2 separate regions of the Triticum aestivum genome follow, and region 2 is linked to region 1. Evidence: chromatin contacts called from public Hi-C data. All regions are on one chromosome and are shown on one strand. Each heading gives the region's core, a stretch centred on a gene start, on an enhancer-like site or on the middle of the called end of the contact. The rest is flanking DNA. Distances are from core to core; before and after follow the strand shown. Region 1 has its middle 200 kb from the start of LOC123164907. Region 2 holds the start of LOC123180205 (probable beta-1,4-xylosyltransferase GT43A).

What was found. Hi-C and Micro-C count contacts between places; a contact is called where the count stands out from the background.
Region 2: a contact with region 1 is called in a Hi-C map of leaf, with 4 times the contacts expected there. The contact joins the promoter of LOC123180205 here to the enhancer-like site in region 1. A contact is called at or near these places in 2 of 5 Hi-C or Micro-C datasets (both in leaf).

The regions. Positions count from the first base shown.
Region 1 is chr1D:48,513,275-48,516,550 of IWGSC CS RefSeq v2.1, reverse strand. No RefSeq gene overlaps it. Among protein-coding and RNA genes, the nearest start is that of LOC123164907, 200 kb to the right of the region's middle. Within about 2 kb of position 1,655, at least 5 of the 8 cell types and tissues checked have an H3K27ac peak or open chromatin away from gene starts, as enhancers often do. A contact at or near this core is called in leaf, where this site is marked.
Region 2 is chr1D:48,719,218-48,722,493 of IWGSC CS RefSeq v2.1, reverse strand. LOC123180205 (probable beta-1,4-xylosyltransferase GT43A) reads right to left here and starts at 1,604. Exons shown (of 3, transcript XM_044592182.1): 1 at 360-1,604. The coding sequence starts at 1,048.

The DNA.
Region 1 (3,276 bases), core at 406-2,905:
TTTTTTATTTGGCAAAACTTCCACTATTATATGGTTATTCTTGAATATTATAAAAATCATATTTTTTGTGTAAATAGTGTGCAAATATTACCAGTCTTTGTATTATTTTTCTTTATTTTCTTATGTAAAGGGTAATACTCATGCCACTAATTCATTCTTTCTTAGAAAACTTATTTTTGTATCTTTATTACTTTTATTTTTGTTTATTTATTATTTTTTTCTTATGTCTTACTATGTCATTTTTTGGTATATTTCAGAGCAAGCTCAAATATGTGATGGGCTTTTGTTTATTGGTTGCATTTGGCCGAGTTCTCCTCTTAAAAGTCGGTTGAGACCAGACTTTTTTTAACGTGTGTATTTATTTATCTTTTGTGAAAAAGTTATTGTCTTTATTTACTCATAAGAAAAAGTAACCAATACAAATATGATCATTTTTTATCTCCCATCCATGCACTGATATTTCTGGGTCCAATTTTAATTTTTTTATTTTTTTTATTTTACCTAATGTAGAAAAGAAAAGATAAGATTTTTGTAAGCCTGGTATGTTAGAAAATCGTTCTAGTCAAACTCAACCAGCAGAATCAAAAATCGAAAGGCACGCAGCATGACCGAGCAGTTTGCATGTATCTGCATGCATGCATGCATGGCGTAATACTACAGGGCAGAACGCACACCAATCAAGGACAATAGAAAAAGTGTCTGAACCAAAATTAGTTTTCAGTCACCTCACACCTAGCCAATCCCTTTACAAATACTCTCATTTCCATTATGTAGTGCTTTTTTTTTTGAAAAGTCAAACCATACCTACTTTGACCAAGTTTGTGGGTATGAATGCTAAACATATATTGTTAGATTCATCATATGGTGTAGTTTTATATTTCATACATTTGATATTACAGATATAAATAGTTTTCTCTATAAACTTGGTCAAACTTTGCAAAGTTTGACTTTTCAAAAAATCTATATGTACTGCATTATGGGAGTAGCAGCAACTCGTACCAATGCAGAAGTTTGTTTCAGATCCCGATGGTTCCTCGGACCAATCTTTGGGAATATAGATAGTCTACTACAAACTTCTCTGGTAACAACATTGCCAAGTTTATCAACAACCCTTAGGCCTTTTACAATGCAAGTTGCTTAAGAAAGTGCTTCGTAAAATAAAGCGATTTGCCCTCTATAAATAAGTATTAGTGCGTAAAAAAACTGGTTTATTTTTTTTAAACACCTCTCCGAAGCACCTTGCACTGTACAAGGTCGTACATGGCTGTGTGCGCATCAATCGCTGCGGAGGCCTAGGGGTGACAGTTGTGTTTAAACCCACAAACATGTGGAAACCAGAGAGTACCCCCAGTGCACGTTCGGTTTGGTATGGTTTTGGTTTGGTCCACCGGAGAGTTGGGCTGTGGTCACTATCGGACAGCGGATGCTCAGCTATAGACCCGAAGACGATGGCTTGAGAGTTCAGACTTACTTGACTTCCAAATGCACTGGTAGATTTGGACATTTGGTACCTACCATACGTGTATATTGGATGGACGCAAGATGTTTCTCTCGTGGCTTCACAGACACAAGTCGCTGGCATGTGATCAGTACTTGCTTGCATGTGGGTGTGGGTAGATCACAGTTGTCGTGAAATCGACACGAGTGCCAGTCGGGTGAGACGCCGACACAGGAACACAGACGTCCGCACCGCGCAGAAGAAGCCGGCCGCGCGTTTTGGAACGTACTTCGCCGCAATTTTGCACAGGAAACGTTGTATTAGAATTTAGATACACTCATTTCAGCGCTATTAATTTCGGAGAAAGGTCGTAAAGCAGCAGCACCGGGTTGCTTCGCGGTGGCGCCCCGGAACACCATCCTTCGCGATTGAGTTTTATCTATGGCCGGGGACAAAGCAACGTGCTACTACTTGCATTGCAATGCCTGCACGACTGCACGTACGCTTGTCATGCTCTGGCAGCAGCTAGCTTCCAAGATCACTGCAAATCTAGTTACGTCGCTAGTACCTAAGATTGCTACAGGCCATGCATGCACCATACCGTACGTATGGACCGGTGCATTATTGAACATTTATCTGCACGCTCGTGCAATTCACGTCACGGTCCCGGATCGTGTTCAATGCCACCCCTGGACCAAGGTAGCAAGGTAAATCATATGGAAATCCAGAAATTTGTTTCCAACGGTACAGAGAATGCCACCCCTGGCACACAAGTCTTCTTGTTTCTGTATGGCCTCTCTACGGCGAGGGTTGGGTCGATTTTCGTCTACGGTGAGGCCGGACTCGAAGATTAGAGAGGACGATGACACCTGTTGGGAAGAAGTGATGACCATGACCCGAGGGTGTACTCACTAGGCACTAGCATGTGTGTGTGCCGCTCGATGGTTTGTGACGGATTTGGCATATGGTTTTATGTTAATTAACCAAACAACTCTCTTCTACTTAATTAATGAGCGGGACAAATCTTTTGGCTCTGTTTCGAAAAACACACACACTTGCATACGAATGTTACAAGCGAAACACAGACTTGTTGAAGAGATCGATCGGAGTTCGGGTAGGCGCTTGGGTTCGTTGCACTAGTGGAGGAGCTATGCTGTGCTCACTTTCAGGCAGTGAATGTTCAGCTAGTGAGGAGCCTGGCCCAGGGAGGTGGAGGTGTGCTTCAGAGAGTGTCAAGGCTTGCTTGCCGGACGCTTCCAAATCCTCTTGTAGATTGCCGGCATGCCACCATAGATGGAAAATGACCCAACTCCCAGAGCATGACAGCATACAAAATAGGACCACAACTGTCTGCACAAGAAAAACAAAAGGAAAACGAACCGCCGGAAAACCGACCCGACTACCAACGCTTCAACTGTATGCATGCGTCTCTAGCTTCGCTCCAGCACCCGGAAGAAACATGGGCTGCGTGCCACCAACACGACGACAGCAGCAAGTGCACCGGGGATACGACGAAACAAAGAGAGGAAAAAAATATAAGTAGTAAAGTATATGATCACATGATGCAAAACAAATGAGAGACTGTCTAATGGAGGCACGTGAACGTGGAGAGCTGCACACACATGTAGATTAATTAGCTCCATAAATGTGTATTAGACTAGCTGAAAGCAACACCCGGAGGTGGCCAAAAGCAGAGCCAAACACGAGAGACGGGATTTTTATATACGGTCGCCAACATGAGCCTGGAGCTGCCCAAGAAAACTGCCAGGGAGGCTTTCTGCTTTCAGCAGAACAGAAGGGAACAGTTTTAGCCGCAGCTTCGATTCAGATGCAGGCCT
Region 2 (3,276 bases), core at 355-2,854, 210 kb before region 1:
TGGCACCAAACTACACGGCTGCCAAAACCTTTTCTTGGCTAGAAAATTAGTAGTACTAGTGTACTAAATTGAGAAGTGGAGGTTAGGGATGAGGAACCCTAGTCGGTGCCCACCTAAAACAATCTGAAATTAATTAACTACAGCTGTTCAAAATTGAAGAAGAAGAAAAAATTTGTAGATTGAACACCCTGAAAGAACGGTGAAAAGAAGAGAAGTTCCAGCATTTGTGTGTCGAAATCAGCAAGTAAAAACAGTCAGTTTGGCACATTGTATAATTTGCAATCTAGGAGTAGAAATTAAGATTTTGGCTCAGAACGAAGGAAGCAGAGGGAATGAATGGGTTAAGATTTGGTACTCACTCGATCTGGCGGATCTCCTCGAAGAAGTGGGTGTCGTAGACGCCGGCGGCGTCGGCGAAGTGGACGACGCCGGAGAGACGGTGCTTCTCGACGTGCGCGAGCGCGGCGTTGCGCTGCGCGTGGGCCTCGGCGGCGGCGGTGGTGAAGTTCTCCTCGGGGCGGAAGGCCAGGTGCCGGTACATGACCCCGGTGCCCCGGAGCACCTCGGCCGTGGCGGGCGCGTCGGCCGCCGGCTCCACCACCACCCAGACGACCGGGGGGCGCACCAGGCGCAGTGTGTGGGCGAGCCGCAGCAGCTCCGGCCGCCTGCGCCGCCGCTCCCCGGCCCCGGACCTGGTCGTGGTAACCACTATCAGCATCCTCCTCGGGCCGCTCTCCTCGTCGTCGTCCAGGTCGACCACCGCGCCGCCCCCGCCAGCCGCCGCCGCGCCCTCCGGCGAGGGCGGCGCCAGGCTGATGTGCTGGTCCCTGCTGCCGGCGACACGGGACGCGGCGAGCTGCTCCGCCGCGAGAAGCGGCGGCGGCGTGCCGGCCCCGCCGCCGGGCCTCCAGGAGGAGGAGGAGGAGGGCGCGAAGCCGGTGAAGAAGCCCATGACGAAGCAGAGCGAGAAGTGGAGCACCGCGCGCTTCCACAGGTGCCCCCCCCGCCGCTGCTTCGGCCGCTCCGGCGCCACCGCCCCCGTCCCCATGACGGCCCGACACACAAATCCTCCGACCCCTCCCCCCAAAAAATCACAACTTTCAGATCAAATCACGGCCCGCCACAGATCACCTCGCCTCCCCTCCCAGATCAAGAACCAACGAGGCCCAAAGACCGAAGGATTGGACTCTGCGGGGGTGACGAGAGCTAGAAGCCGCCCTGTCTGCTTGCCCGTGAATCAATGCGGATGGAGCAAGATGGGGGAAGGACAATTAATGTGGGGGGCAGCGGCGCTAGATCAGCACCAAGATTTGGGGGAGGAGGAATGTGCCCGCCTGGGGAAGGGGGTGGGGAAGAAGAAGATCAGGATGGAAGGTAGTAGGCGGGATGGGGCGAGGGCGAGGGGAAGGGGAGGGGGATGGTGAATCCTTGCTCGGTGGTGGGGGTGAAAACGGCAATGGCGTTGGGGGTGGTTGGTGAGGGTGGCGTTTAAAGAGGGCGGGAGGAGTGCGGTGACACTTGCCTGTCCCTCAACAGCTATGGTGCTGCTGCTCCTGGGTCTGGGTTTTCACCTCCGCCATTGATTCATCTCTTTTCACTGTCGAGGTTGTGCTGTGCTGTGCTGTGCCTCGATGGTTCAGTTCGGTTGAGACATGCTTGCCTCTGGGATCGCGGAGATCTGATCCGGCAACGACCGCCGACGCGGAAACTGAGGTGAAATTGGGGCACACCTGGCACCCTAGTTCCTGATTACTTCTGTGCAAAATTAAGCATTTCTTAAACCTGATTAATATTGCTACTAGTAGTACTAGTACTTCAGTTTTTTGTTCTTGTTGTTGAGAAAAGTTCCTTTTTTATTTACAAAAGCTTAGACTCGTTGGACTGGACTAGGGTGCCTTTACCTGGCAGTTTCCTATGGCTGGTTTTCACAAGCAAACACCCGGAAAAACAGAGCAAGCAACCAAAGTACAGTACTAGTACCACCTCTCAGACACCTCACATTAACTACACACAAGCTCCAAATAGTTAACAACAACCTATGAGAATATCCAAATCAATTGTAGCTCAATTTTTTTTAGGGAAAATACTGCTGCTGCTTCCTCTGCAAATACGAGAGTATAGTACTGTTATAAATATTCTTGCTGCAGGTTAATATGCAAAGCTTATTGGATAATTTGGACTGGCATTGGAGGTGTGGCAGAGGCCCCAGATCCATCCATCCGTTATACTAGTAGCCCAGAAGAATATTAGGTGACCTGCAGCTTTTGCTTTGCCCCTCCTCCTCCCTTTTAATTAACGCACCTTAGACCTAATCCTGTGCTAATCCCATCCATGCCTTAACTTTAAGCCAAAGCAACGCAAGACATTTTTTTTTAGCTGGAGGGGGAGAGGAGAGGGAGGGGACATCTCTTTGCTGGTGGGGGATTGGAACATGGAACCTAACCGGGAAAAGAAAAGGCAGCATCGGAGGTGACACCAAATCTAAAAAAGTCGTCTTTCATTTTGGATGAACAGTGCTGTTTCTCTCTTTGAATTAAATAAATTAAAGAGTTTCAATGTTTAAGAAATCCTTTTGGAGGAATTGTTGTTTTCCTTTCTTTCTTTTTTTGCAATTTCCGTGAGGATCCAAGGGTGTAGATTTCTTGTGTGGTACCACATCCTACAAGTACTGTAGCGGTGTTTGGTGTGTTGTGTGTGAGGTGTGCTGCAGGTGCACGATAAAGCGATTAAGAAACTGCCGGAAAGTTTGGTGCGAAAAGCGTGTGACAAAATGTAGACCGGCCCAGGCCCAGTCTCAAGGGGTCCAGGCATCATCTGAAAAGAAAAAACCGGTGGGGCCATCCGGAGGACTTGATTGAACTGTCCGGTCCGTCCCGGTGGCAGCTTGGCGTTTCCTTTAGCGTGCAAAAATGACTGAATCGAGTGGATCAACAACAACTTGCATGGTTTTGGGGGAATCCATCCATGGAGATGATGCAGAGTTGCAGACGCCCTTTTCTTCGCCTAGTGAAAAACTGCTCGTGCGTTGTGTGATCATTTCATTTTGTTTAGATAAATGTGGCACACCGTGTCGGCCGACCGAACCGCCGAGTAGGTGGATGAAAACCCTTCTTCAGACTTTCATAGCCTTCCACGAGCTTCTGATTATTCCTTTGGCGGCGACCGACGGCGTTTCCGGCTCTGCCTGAGCGCACCACCGACGGCGTTTTTTCATTGGCTCGTTCTTCCTTCACCCTCTTGGTTGTTGTCCTCTCTACATAATTATCGTCCTATGGC